2 separate regions of the Anser cygnoides genome follow, and region 1 is linked to region 2. The links are chromatin contacts, called in public Hi-C maps. All regions are on one chromosome and are shown on one strand. Each heading gives the region's core, a stretch centred on a gene start, on an enhancer-like site or on the middle of the called end of the contact. The rest is flanking DNA. Distances are from core to core; before and after follow the strand shown. Region 1 overlaps EIF4G3 (eukaryotic translation initiation factor 4 gamma 3). Region 2 holds the start of ECE1 (endothelin converting enzyme 1).

What was found. A called contact is a pair of places that touch in the nucleus more often than the background predicts.
Region 1: a contact with region 2 is called in a Hi-C map of liver, with 7 times the contacts expected there. The contact joins the enhancer-like site here to the promoter of ECE1 in region 2. A contact is called at or near these places in 2 of 7 Hi-C or Micro-C datasets (both in liver).

Annotation. Positions count from the first base shown.
Region 1 is chr23:545,074-551,797 of Taihu_goose_T2T_genome, forward strand. All of the region lies in intron 1 of EIF4G3 (eukaryotic translation initiation factor 4 gamma 3), which reads left to right. Among named protein-coding and RNA genes, the nearest start is that of EIF4G3, 37 kb to the left of the region's middle. Within about 2 kb of position 2,093, at least 1 of the 3 cell types and tissues checked has open chromatin away from gene starts, as enhancers often do. A contact at or near this core is called in liver, where this site is marked.
Region 2 is chr23:490,698-497,817 of Taihu_goose_T2T_genome, forward strand. It overlaps ECE1 (endothelin converting enzyme 1), which reads left to right and starts at 1,906. Exons shown (of 18, transcript XM_066981981.1): 1 at 1,906-2,042; 2 at 5,264-5,350; 3 at 6,445-6,586. The coding sequence starts at 2,040. It overlaps ALPL (alkaline phosphatase, biomineralization associated), which reads right to left and starts at 145. Exons shown (of 12, transcript XM_066982249.1): 1 at 1-145.

The DNA of each region.
Region 1 (6,724 bases), core at 843-3,342, 55 kb after region 2:
GTGCTCGTTTCCTTTGATGCCACCTGACTTCTGGTAGATGCTATCTGCGACTTCCTTTCCCCCAAGGAGCCTCGAGCAGAGTCTTGTCTGTCCTCTCTTTCAGGTTAGCAGCTTGCTTGAAATAGCTCTGACTGCATCCAGCCACCTGAGTTGCTGTTTTTCGGAATCAATTCCTTCCCTGAAAGGAACCTAGGGCTGCATTTGGATTTCAAAAGACAAAAAGTCTGAGAGTGTTAGAAAGTGAGTATTGAGAGTTCAGATACGGAGTTGCTGTGTCATGCAGAGGACAACTAAAAGCTGGGATTTCCTTACCTTCGTTGTCTTCTGCTAACCTCAGAGGTTTTCTTTGAACATTTTCTCTCTGGTGTCTCGACCTGACTTTTTGCAGTTGGCTGGCCTCACAGCCAGCTGGGAATGGGTTCCCTGAGCATGTCACCCCATTTCTGGTAGTAGGGAGATGCACGTTTGCCCTGGGTCCTGTGATCCTCGTCAGATTTGATGTGATTTTCCACCAGCCACGTGGTTGGTAGCTGGTGGTGTGCCATTCCTGCCAAACCCGCGCTGGGGAGATGTGGGTGCTCCTCCCAGTTTCATATCCATACGAACCATCTGTAAAGGTGCACAGTCACGCTGTAGGATGCTCATAAATGTACCCGCTGTTATGACTGCGTGGATCTATCGGTTCGTAAACGGTGTAAGAAATAAGGAAGTGATGTCTTAGCGTACGTCCTCTTTAGATGACGAGCAAAAATCCAGGTTTGCCTTCAGTATGCAGAAGTGAAGAGCCATGTCCGTAACTGAGCAAGAAGCACCAGAAAGCTTCATAATAATTGCGTGGAGTCGCACAGCCCCGCACGCTTGGCAAATAAGCTCTGTAGCAATTTCATGTAATATTAAGTGGCAGCGCCCAGTTTGCAAGGCGCGGGCTTCCTGGCATTGGGATGGTTGGGCCTGGGTTTTGATGCTCTGCTGTTCAGAGCTGCCTGGGCGTAATGCATCTCTGCTTCTGGTTTCTGTGGGTGTATTTTGGAGTACAGGCTCCACCAGGCCTCTCTCCTTGGGATAGCGGCCCTTGGTTGTCCTCTGTACCGTACGGAAGAGCCTCCGGAGCTCAACCAGTTTCATGCTTGTCACCGAGCTCCCTGTCGAGCATTTCTCCCGCCGTAATATTTTGGTTTCTCTGTGAGACTTGGCTTGGATTGCAGCTGGAGGACCGGGAGCAGTCGCTGTGAGCCACAGGGGCGCGGGCCAAGCGGGGTAGGACTGCTAAGACTAATGGGGCTGTGCCGTGTTCCTGACCGTAGCCTGTTTTCTGCAGCATAATGAGAGTTATAATTAACGTGGACATGCACAATCATAAATAACACTCCTAAAATGAAATGGAATTTTAAGGCTGCATCGGCACATTCCCCACGATGCCGTTGCCTCCCTGGAGAGGCAATACCATGACTTTCCAGCTGAAAGGAGCTGATGAAATCTATTGACTTTTCCATCTCTTAGAAGGGTCCATATGTTGTAAGAATAAAATATGAATTAAGAAAAAAATGGCAGCGGCTGCTGTTTTATGGAGGAAAGTGTACCGTTACACAAATGCTTTAGAGCAAGTCAGCTAGTGAAGGTTTCCACGCGTGAGCACGAGCTGCTTTCTGGCCCTCTGCTCACCGTGTGTCGCCTGACCTGGCGCAGATGTGATGCGGGGTGGCTTTGTGGCACTGCTTTTAAACCAGTGTTTTGTGGTTTGGTCCAAACCTGGATGCAGCCTTATTTGGGGTGTGCTTTAAAAATTTTGCAGATGCTTCAGTGAGAACGGGCACAGGACAAAGTTCGTGGTTACACAAACACTCAGGCACGCTGCTCGCGTCAGCCACCGCTTCCAGCCCCGTCCCCAAAAACACCACACTTAAAGGAAGCCCCAGCAGGATTAACAGGGCTTAGAGGTGTTTTTTTCCACCCCAAACACGCTGTCCAGGTCAAAAATAAGCGATTTACTTCAGCACTTGGGTTGCAGTTGAAAAAGACGGAGATTAAGTAACAAAATCAAGTTGCCCTTAGAAACGCACTTGTATTAGACAAAGTAATTGATGGGGTTTTTGTGGCGTTTGCACTGATCTGGTACATTGGCTGACAGCTCCCCTGATAACTCCCTCCTGACGGCTTGCAGGCTGAATGAAATGCATCAGGGTGAGGTGAGGTCTGCGGATGATTTACGTGCTGGTGAGCTGTCTCCATTTCTTTTTAATTTAGAGATGCAAAACTGAGCCTGAAAGTAATGAGCTCCGGATAATTAGGTGCTTGTCTGCAGGTGTAACTATTGCAGCTGCCTACAGCTGGTGCTCTTAATATTGCCAATTTTTATTTGAAAGCATTGTGGAGTGAATGAGATCCTGGAAACACAGTTAATTTGCAACAAAGGTTTTTTTTGTTGTTGTTGTTATCTCACCCCCAGCCTCACTCGGGCGTTCCTGTTGGGCTTGGCTGTGAGACGCATCCCGCGTGGACCGAAGGCTGAAAGGAAGGGTGGTGCTCAGCAGCCAAGTGCTGTGTTACACGGGCGGTGTTGCCTGGGCTGCATCGTAGATTGACGAAAGGCTTGATGTAATTCATCATCATTAATGATTAGCCAGATGGGAGGTAGGATCTCAGATTCCTGCCTTGGTATTGAAAGGGTTGCAAAGGCATTGCTAGCGCAAAAAAACGCAGCGCAGCGCGACGTATCGCCTGCAAGTGGTAGGGAGGTGAGTGAGAGGCACGGTGCGGCATGGGTGTGCGTGGGAAGAAAGAATTCAGGAAGAGAGGTTTTGTGGAATGGGTATTTAAAAGAGTGCGTAAATTGGAGGACGCGGAGATGTGCCCGGGTATAAATAGACCGTGCGCTCTAACGGGGCCGCTGCGGTGCAGCTGCAGCACGGGTCGGCAGCAGGAAGCGCTGCCTCCGGAGCCGGGCATCGCGTGCCACCCTCGCGTGCGGTCCTTCCGTGGCCGGGGCTGCCAGCACCTGCCAGTCGGGGCAGCGCTCGGCGTTAACCCGCCGAGGAAGCAGAGGAGGAATCCGAATAGCTTGAGGAGCAGTGGCAACGCCAGGAGAAGGAAAGGGAGGTCGCGCCTCTCAGGAGGCCTTTGAAGGTCGCGTTTTCTTTTCAAGCTGTAATTTTCCGAGGAGCCTCGGGAAGCTCGTCTTCCGACGGCCGGCGCGGTTCCTGGGGATCCGCGTGCCCCTTTCCTTTTGAACCCCCTCGCTGCTGCCCTGTTCTGTTCAGTTCGGTGTAAGCCCAGATCAGGTGACATGTGGCAGGCAGAAGGGAGAGGAAGAGTTTGGGATTATTTGAAAGCGAGTACCCAGATTAATGATATGTAATTAAGTAAATAGCTTAAGATGAATTTCAAGAAAAGTTCTGCTAAAAGGGAGAGTATTCGCTGAGCATATGGCGTAATGTGGGGTAAGGAACGACGGCCTCGATGCTTGCAGAGCTTTGTTCTGGACACAGCTGGGGAGATGATGCTTTGAAGAGGGACGGAGGAGCCTTATCGCTTCCCATTATCGTCAGATAGAGCGGCCGGGGAACGAGGGGAGTCCTGCAGTCAGTCATTTCAGAGGAGGCAATTGCAGCTCATAAAGGAACCAGTGAGACTGTGCGAAGCATAAACAATATTTATGTAAGTACGTTTCTGATACAAAAGCAAAAGACACGCTTATTTAAGGCATTTATTGCAAGTATAAAATAGTTCATAAATGAAAACTTAAAGAGATGTTGGTATTACTGTTTAATACACAAAATAACATGATGGATTAAAAAGGTGGTTTACACAAACACTTCATTGATCCACTTAAAATTTATATGTTTGACAAATGGCAATTCAGTTGTGAACATCGACTCCACATGTTGCAGGAAGGATCTTTATATTAGGCCATAAAATGTTGAAACAAGCTTAATAATGGCTTTTGCCTTAAAATCCTTCTGGCTATAAGTAATTACAGAAGGCGGCGAATCCTGCAGTATGGTTTGCATCTATTTACAAGAATAGGGCCGTGATGATGTTCCATTACAGAGCTCAGTAATTTTAGGCAGTGTCCTCACCATAAACCCTGCTGCTGCCATTTTACAAATATCTTTTAACGTGTTCTTTTATTTTTTTAAAGCATTTAACTAGTCAGTAGTATGTTCTTAATGTTGGAATTAAGGATTGGTGTAAAGATGACAAGGCTTTTTAAGGAATTCTTCACCTGCGTCTCTTAACTTCTGACCATATTTCTGGGTGCTCATGCCAGAAAAAAAGTTATTTATGTTTTTTCCCACTAAAATAACAGTAAACACAAAATACTGAAACAGCGACCCTGCGATCCTTTGTGACCTGTGATACACTCAGTGCTCTGCATTGTACTTTATTTTGACATCTAATCTCATTGCGCGAGACAAGCTGAAGCCATCTAAGAAAACCAGAATACAACCACTGCTTTAACACGAAGACTGTTCTTCTGGCGTTTGACTGATAAGCATGGTCCCCCCAGCAGGAATGTGCTAACAAAAAACTCCCAGCCAGACGAACAAAGCCCACATCCACCCCAGAACAAATTCTGTGCAAGGCAGGGGCTGTTGCATGCCCGGCAGCGTGCGTTTCTCAGGGCTGGAAGTGCCACGGGATGCAAGCAGCGGAAGGGTTACGAGAGGCTGAGCACTCATCGGGTTCTTCCTAAGCCTTTAAACATTTCCCAGGGTAGCTGAACCGTGGCTGGCTTTGATTTTTGTGATATTAATTGTCTGACGTTTCTTATTGGTAAGGCTGCGTGGCTATGATGTGTATAAGGTGCTAGATTTCTGTAGGACAGTCGGAGGAGTGAGGAAGGCAGGGACAGCAGGGGAAAACCAGCGTGAGCTCGGGGACTTAAGGGCTTGATCCTGCATATACACAGGGGATTGAGTTGTGGTTGCACGGGCAGCAGTGATCCTGGCTTTTCCAAAGTTTAGAATCATTTGTGTTGCAACTTGACTTTTCCTTGGATGAAGTTTGTTCGATTGTAATAAGTGTTTCGTCGCAGAGAGGGCGGGTGGCACTGTTTTGATCAGCATTTTTTGCTCTGTGCTTAACATGTGACACGTCACTTGGTAGGGCTTGTTGTTTTCAAAGGCTGTAGTGGCTCTTACTGGGTTTCCTTTCCTTGGCTTCTGAAAGGCAGCCTGTCAGGAGAGGAATTTATTTTGAAGGGAAAATTGATTCATGAAGTACACGCGAAACAAACGTGTTTGTGGTGGTGCCTGTTGCTGCGTTTGGGTGTAGCAAGCGGTTACTTTGGAGCAGAAAGTGGAGAGAAATGATTTGCAGAATTTCTTAACTGCGGAGCTTGTGCTGTGCTTTAATTCTCCTTCCGACAGGGAGCATCGAAGGGTTCCCAGCTCTGCAATCCCAGAACATTGCAGGGCCGCGGGATTTCTGTACGCAGCGAGCGGTAGGTGAATTTCTCTCTTTAGCTTACGCTCGCTTTCTCAGGACGCCAGCCCGCTTTGATTTTGCGCTGTGGGAGCTCGCTGAGCAGAGCGTGAGGCTGGCTCCTGCTCGTCTCCGGAGCGTGCGGTGCCGGAGCAGAGGGACCCCTGCAGCGGGGCCGTGCCGGCGGGAGGCAGTGCGCCTGGCAGAGGCAGCCCCGAGCCCAGCTCGCAGCAGGTAAGGGGGAGCGCGCCCCCCAAAAGGCCTCTCACCCTGTGCCGGGGGGAGGCAGGGAGCCAAGGAGGGGGTGCCGAGGATGTGCCAGCCAGCTGCTGCTTTCCCTTTTCACCTTTTAAGTTAGGCACGCGGTTTCTGAACCCGCGGAACTGGGTGCCTCTGCCGCTGGCACGTTCCCCTCCAGCCTTTTAACTGAACCTTAAATAGAGAAGGGGCGACGGGAGAGAGCTGCGCCCCTTTACCAGCTCCGTGCTGTCCGAATATCTCCCTGGGTGAAGGATTTTTTTTTTTTTTACAAATTCCTTGTACCAAAATGCTGAAAGAAGTGCTGAAGGCTTGAATTTGATGTGGTTTCTTGCCCTTCCGTAATCTCGCTCGAAAGCTTTATCTTGGCTTTTTCAATCGCTTAACGCACGGTTCTGGTGCAGGCGGGAACACGCATCGGGGTTGTGTAACCCCGGGGGTAGCGGGTGGAAGACTTGCCCCGTTTCTACGCGAGGATAAAAGTCATTAGTTCTGGAATGTTTTTGTGTACGTGTTTGCATACGTGCCCTTGGGTCCTTGCAGATATTTTTATTCGTGTGAGAAGATGCGTGCTTCTAACAGTAAGCTGGAAGCGAGGGAAGAGGCCGTCAGTGAATGCTAAGGATAAAATGGCTCTTAGCTGCTGAAAATGAGGTTAGGTGAGAAGCGCCGTTTGAGGGAAAATGAATCTATTTTGGAGAAAAAACAGAATGGTGTTGTTCCCCCCCCCACCCCCCTTTTTGGTCTTGGGAAGACCAGCGGAGCAGAGAAACTCGTGAACGCCTGTTCTGTGCCTTGTTACCTGTTTTCAGGCTGTTCATTGCCTGAGTGTAGAAGTGCACAAGATCTTGCAGTGTTTCGGTTTTGTGGCGTTATTAGAGCGAGAAGACAAGTGTTATACAAGGGGGAGATTTCTGCAAGAAATTCCTGCTGACTCTTGTTGAAGTGCTGTGCATTTGTCGGTGTCTCTGAATGCTCCAGCTGACAGGCGCTTCTGCTGTGGGTTTTTAATCGCCTTACAGAGGAGCCGCACGTTCTCACT
Region 2 (7,120 bases), core at 656-3,155:
ACGGCCCCGCACAAACTTGGGCGCTGTCGCCCGTGTCCCTCCCGGCCGGCGGAGCGGAGGCGGGCGGGGGACAGCGAGCCCTTAAATCCCCCCCGGCCCCGGCCTTCGCCTCCTCCTCCTCCTCCCCTTCCTCCACCCTCCACCCGCTGCCAGCACGGGGAAAGGGGGGGGGGGAGACGCGTGGAGGGGGGGGGGAGGCAGCAAACTGGGCTTACTGGTGCCCTCTGCCGGGTTTTACTGGGAGGACTGGGAGGACTGGGGGGACTCGGGGGGGACAAGCGCCGCTGGGGGTGCTGAGCCCCTTGTGCGCGGGGGGGCGTTGGGGGATACAGGGGTGCGGGGGGGGGCAGATGTGTCCTGGGGGGTGCCTAATTTCCCCCCCCCCCCAAAAACCAGCCAGCGAGGGCGGACGTGTTGCAACAGTTTGGGGTGCCCCCCCCCCCCCCAGCTGTGGAGTCTCTGGTGTCTGCTTTGGGGTTGTGCTCGGCTCCCCCTCCCCTCGCCCCCCTCCCCTTTTGAGCAGCCCCCCCCCAGCTGCCCCGCTCTGTCCCCGCTCACCCATGCAGACCCTCTCCCGTTTTGGGGTCGGGGTGAGGGACTCGGGGCCCGCTCTCACCTCCGTGCCCCCACCGGCCGCCTGCACCCCCGCGGGGTTTTGCGGTAGGTCCTACAATAAACAGGAGGCTGTTTGCAGCCCGACACGTCCCGGCTCGTGGCTCCTCGTGCAAACGGCGCACGAGGACGGCGTGCCAAGGCCTGGCCACGCGCCCCGGCGTGCCGGGACACGGCTCAGGGTCGAGGCCCGGGGCCCTGCTTTCGGCCTCGGGAGGCTGCCGGCCTCCCCGGCCTCAGTTTCCCTCTGGTGGGGACGGAGGCGGCCACGTCTTGGGGGGACCCGTGGGTGGCCGTGGAGCTCTCGGTGGTTTCCCAGAAGGTGGCGGCCTCAGCCCAAAAATCCGCTCCCTGAAGGCTTCGGGGTGCCGCCGGGCCGGGCCCCATGCGTGCGCTGAGCGTGTGGGTGCTCAGCCCCCCGGCTGGGGCAGGGGCTGGGGGCGGCAGCGTGGCCCCGTCCCCGCCGTCCCGTGGGAAGCCGTGTGGGACAGCTAATGAGGGCAGCACGGTGGAGAGCTCGTTAGCCCTGCGCACAGAAAGCCGCGCGATGGGGAACTCCTTGCGGCGAGCACAAAACCAGGCTCAGAGCGTGGGTGGGAAAAAAAACCCAAACCCTTTGAGGGGCTGCTAAACCCATGGGAGGACCAGGCTGCAGCCAGGGGCTGCGGGAGTGCCTGGGGGACCGTGCTCGCGTGTGTGCAAAATCGAACGCTTGCACGCCTGTAAGGCTGCACGCTTGCATGCACACAAAATTGCAGGCTCGCATCCTTGCACCATCATGCGCTTGGATGCTTGCACAACTGCCAGCTTGCATACGATCGTGTGCTCGTGTGCTTGCACAGTCGTGTGTGCACATGCCTGACCAATTGCACGCTCACCACCTTGCACAACCGCAAGCAACGCTTGGCTGTTTGCAAAAACCGCTTTGCACAGACGCATGCCCGCAGCCTTCCTTGCACGACTGCATCCTTGCACCCTTGTGCAACGGCTGCTTGCACACGCGGCTGCTCGAACAGCTGCATGCCCACGCACTCGCAGCTTTGCGCGCTTGCACACTCGTTTATTTTAATTCCCAGTTCCCCCCCCAATTTCGAGTTCCCCCCTCAATTTCGAGCCCCCCCCCCCAGTTCCCAGTTCCCAGTTCCCCCCTCCCAAGTTCCCAGTTCCTCCCCCAGCCCCCAGTTCCCCCCTCTCCCCATCCCCGAGCTGAGAGCACCCACTGCGCAGCGGGGACCGCGTTCGCCCGGGAGGGTGCTCCTCGCCGGGTGCTCCTCGCCCGGCGCCCCCCCGGCGCCCCCCCGGCCCCCGAAGGAGTTAACGGCGGCGCGGAGGCGCGGCCCCGCCGCCCCATTGGCGCTGCCGGCCCAGGTGCATCCTCGCCCCGCGCCGCCCCGGGGCCGCAGCGCGCAGCGCCGGGGCTCGGAGCCATGGTGAGTGCGGGCCCCCCCCCCGCCCCAAAGCCTCCCCCACCCCCCCCCAGACCCCCCCCGCTTCGCCCTTGGGCTCTGTGGGTGCCCCCCCAAGCCTTGGCTCTGAGGGAGGGGGCGCAGGGAGGTGCCCCCCCCCCCCCCCTCCAGCAGCTGGGGGGGGGGGGCACAGCGTGAATCGGGGCGGGTGGGGGCGCCCCCCCCGCGGCGACGATGATGATGGTAGTGATATTTTCCCGCTTTAAGCCCCTTTTTGCTCCTTTTGAAAGCTTTTCAACATTTTCTGCCCTGCACCCCCCGGCCCCAGCCAAACCCGGCTGCCCCCCCCCCCCCTCCCCGACTCCCCCGCGCCCCCCCCTCATTAACGCAAGCAGCTGCTAATTATCCCCCCCCCCTCCCCTCCCATCCCCTTCGGGCATCCCCGGTAACGGGGCCGGGCCGGCCGCAGGCCGCGGCGGCGCCGGGGGCACCCCGGGGTGCGGGGCGGGGGCGGGGCCGCCCGCGGGGGGGGGGGGGGGGGCGGCGGAGGGAGCCTGGGGGGGGCCGGGGGGGACCGGGCCCGGGCCGGGGAGCGGGGAGCGGGGCCGGGAGCGGGGCGGGGGCGGCGCGGAGCGGAGGCGCCGGGGCCGGCGGGGGCAGCGCTCGCTCCGAAATGGCGCCCGGGAGGCGGCGGCGGCGCCCCGAGGCCGCGGTGAGGGGCCCCCCGGCCCCGAGCACGGGTTTTTTTTTTTTTGGGGGGGGGGCGGGGGTTGTAAAAGCGAATTCTGGGGGGGGGGGGGGGTTGAGGCTTTTTTGAGGCCTTGCGGGGAGTTTTGAGGGCGTGGGGTTAAAGCTTGGTTCCCCCCCCCCCCGCCCCGTCCCCCTGCACGCACCCTTGGGTGCCACCCCCCCCCCCCCCCCCCCCCCCCCCCCAGCCCATGTGGGTTTGTAATGCGATTTTAGCAAACTTTAGAGCTGGGACACCCGCCCCCCCCCCCCCCCCCCAAAAAAAAAAAAAAAAACAGACAAAAAACCAAAAACACCCCTTTTTGACCAAAAAAAAAGGGCGTTCCCCCCTCTCTGCAAGCAAGGGGTGGGAGCGCCTGTGGGTGCTGCTTGACACTGGGGCGGGTAACATGGGTGCGGTAAATACCTACAAACCCGATTCTCCCCAAATTGAGGCGGGGGGGTTCTGGCCACCCCCTGAGGATGCGCTGTGGCAGCCCCGGGGGGGCTCTGGGGGGCTGAAGCTCGGCGTGGATTCTCTGATGGCTGATACGGGGCTGAGGCAGCACGGCACGGGGAGCGATGCAGGGGGGGGCGGATGCATTTTGCCCTTTTTCCTGCTGTTTTCAGACCGGGCTGGGCTGGAGCTGCTCAGGGGGCCGCAGGGGCAGGCAGGCGGGATGGGGGATCTCCGAAAAGCCTCATTTCCTCAGGAAACGGAGTGAAAGCATTGGCTGAAGGCTCGGACTCCAGGAATTGGCCCGCGCCGGTGCTTTGGAGCCCCACAGGGGATTTGCAGACCCCTGTGACCGGACCCCCCCTGCATGAGCAGGGACTCAAGCCCGGAGCTGTGAATTCCAGCCATGTGCAAAGTGCAAAAACAAGGAGGGAAAGGGAGAGGGGAGGAATTAAAAAAAAAAAAAAGAAAGAGAGAAAGAAAACAGATTTTGCCAGCGATAAAATCCTGCAGTTGAAGCTTTTCCTCCCTGCACGGTTCTCAGGCAGAAGCGCGGGCTCGAGGCAAGCGCTCAGAGGAGATTTTGGGTCTGGAAACGGAGCTTTTTGCACAAGCCAGGAGGGGAAAGGGCCTTTTCCCTTCAGCCCTTTCCCATCCCCAGGTGGGTGCTGCAGGGTGGCGGGGTGCTGCTGTCGGCCGCCCCGGTGCACGCGCTCACCCTCGTGCCTGCGGCTAATCAAACCCAGGCTGCGATTTGGGATCCGGGCAGAGCCCTGGGCTCAATTACTGGTTGTGCAACGGGTGGGCTGGGAAGCCTCACGGCGACGTTGTCGTCATCGGGCGTTATTGGGGCCGGGGCACGTTTCCACCCCCGGGGCTGTTCGGCCCCCTGGATGGCTGAGGACTGACGCTTTCGTTGCACTCGCCTTGCCGCAAAGCACGCTCCCCGTCTGGGCAACCCCCAAAATGCTGATTTTTGGGTGGTTTTGTACCATTCCTGTCCAGAGTGGCCTTAGCACCTTGGCTCTCCCCAGTTCTGGCTGCTTTCGCCGCTCTCTGAGCAACGGGGAAACTGAGGCATGGCAGTGCGCTTGGGTGCTGCCAGATTCAAACCGACTCCGTGTCCCTTTGGACGCGGTGGCAACGGGATGGCAATGTGCCTACCTCCCCCCAAACGGGTGCAGACCCCTGCTCCCACCCCCCCCCCACCACACAGGGTTTGATGTCGGGGAGTGATGGGACGCGAGCGGCGCCGCGGGGGCCAGGGAAGGTTTCGGGGCGCCTGCTGTTGTCCCCGTGGGGACAATGCGGCTCAGTGCTTGGTGGCAGGGCCGTGCCAGGGGGGAAGGAAGCGGCGGCGGCGCGATAAGGGCTGTCTGCCAGCCTGTGAGGTTTCCCCTTGTTTTTCTGCCGGGGGCTGAGATAAGAGCTGGGCCCCCCCCTGCCTCGGCACGAGGTAACGCCCGGGGGACGCTGAGCCGAGAGGGAAGCGGTGCTTTGCCCGTCTGCCAAGCCTGTGCGCAGCCCAAACCCAAGGTGCCGTCACCTCTGCACAGCTTTGGGTGCTCAGAGGGACCCCACGGGGTGTTTTGGGGGATGCCGTGGGGCAGGGGGCATGTGGTTTGCGGTGCAGGCAGGAGGGTGCGAGTGAGCTGGTAGTCTCGGGGTGACAGGCTGGTTCCCCGCTGCCAGCACTGCCCGAGTCCCTGGTGAACCCGGCACGGGGACCCTCTCCCAGTCCCGGGGCCGGGAGCTGATGGAGGAGGAACCAGCGTTATTCCTGGCGAAGGGGAGGTTGCACAACCCGTCCCCGGGGGAAGCGAGGCGGGTTCGGGTTCGCTCAGCTTTTGGCTCCGGCCGCGCTGCTTTCCATAACGTTCCTCCGGCGGCTGCTGTTCGGCGCTTTGCTAGCCCGGAGCCATTCAGGCTCCAGCTCCCCGGAGGAGAAGGAGGAGGCTCTTAGGGTGCGTGTTCCCCTGCCGCCGTCCTTCCTCCTCCTCGGCGCGGCCGGGGTGCCGGCCCCCTGCCGCTCAGCCCCTCCATTTCCTCACCGCCCTCGCAGATGTCGACCTACAAGCGGGCAACGCTGGATGACGAAGACCCCCTGGACTCCATCGGTGAAGGCGATGGGTACCCCAACGGCTTCCAGGTAGGGGCTGTGTGTGTGTACGGGGGGGGGGGGGAGGGGGAAGGGGAGAATGTAGGTCCTGGCAAGCAGCAGAGGGTTGCCTGGGATGGGTTGTTTTCACCGGGCTGGGCGCCTTCCCTTGGGGCAAAGTCCGGCGTGGGCAGAGCTGTGCTGGCTGCCGGCCGCTGCCCTTTGCTCCTCTCGCCCCTGGCACCCATCGGGGCTGTGCCTTGGGGCACCGGGGCTGTCCCCGCAACCCAGAGCGAGCGGCGGTGATTGCGGGGGATCCCGCGGGGCCAGACCCCTCTGCTGTTCAGCGCTGGGGCGCTCAGCTTTTCTGCTGGCCGAACCCTGTCCTGGCTCGACTCGACTCGGGCTGGGCTGAGCAATTAGCACAGGACGGGAGCTTTGTCCCCGCACAAAGGGGATTAGGCTAATTCCTCACCGAGCAGCGGGAAAGCGGCTTAAAAAGGGCCGCGGGTGGCAGGAAAAGAGCCCGTGGCCGCCAGCGTCCGGCCTCGCTGGTTAAACCGCCCTCGCGGGGAAAGATTTGGGGCTGGAGCGATGCTCTTGGTGCTCACCCTGCTGGCAGCCCCATAATCTTTGCCCAGAACAGGGTTTTCCACCCCAGAATCAGGGCTCTGCTGCTGTTTTGCTGTCCCCAGCACGGCCGTGCCACCGCAGGGAGCTCCGCTTGCCATCGCGTCGGCTCGTGCTTCCTGGGGATGTTTTTCAGCCGAGCAGGAGTATCCTGTTACGGCACTTCCCGACGTCTTGTCCCCCACCCTGTCCCAGCTCAGGGGGGGGACAGGGACGGGGACCACCCGAGGTGGCGGGGGGCTGGGGATTTGGGTGGCACGGGCTAGCAGGTGATCCCGCTGGCCGGCCGAAGCGCTCGCCCCGCTCCCTTTCCTGCCATTGTGCCGCCCTTCCTGGCGGGTTTCTGGAAGGCAGCTGCGGCTTTTCCCAGCCGAAAACGGCGCGTTTCAGCGGGCCCGATCCATGCCACGGGCTGTAGGAAGCAAATGGATTTGTTAAGGGGGAGGACGGGGGGTGTGCCGGTGGGTTTTTCCCCACGTGCCGTCGATGGGGAAACGGCGCTGCTTTTCCCGCAGGTGAATTTCTGCGGCCCGAGGAGCAGCCTGGGGTGCTGGGCTCAGCGCACGCGGCCCGAGAAACAGCTCATGGTCCTGGTGGCCGTGCTGGCGGCTGTGCTGGCGGCGTGCCTGCTGGGCCTCATCTTCCAGTACAGAGCCCGTAAGTCCCCGCGCCGCGCAGGGACCAAGCCCCTTGGACAGGGCAGGGTGCTCAGGTGGGGGTCGGGACACTCGCCTGCATCCCTCGCCCTAAGGTGGGAGGCTTGGGTACCGGGCGGGGAGCCTATGGGATGCCCAGACATGGGATGGGATGCTCGGGCATGGGACAGGATGCTTACCTGCATCTCTTGCCCCCGGGCAGGGTTCTGGGGCATGGGAGGGGACGCTCGCCTGCAGCCCTCAGCCCAGGGCGTGATGCTCGAGCACCACGTGGGATGCTCGGGCACGAGACAGCGCTCGCCTGGCTCCCTTCCCCCAGGGTGAGGTGCTTGAGCGCTGGGTAGGATGCTCGTCTGCATCCCTCTCACCGGGGTGGGATGTCTGGGCACAGGGCAGGATGCGGGGGCATAGGGGGAGATTCTTGGCCCCATCCTTTGCTCTGGGGGAGGATGACTGGGTACCGGGCAGGACGCTGGTGGGACAGGATGCTCTCCCACATCCATCACGCTGGGGTGGGATGCTTGGGCACAGGCTG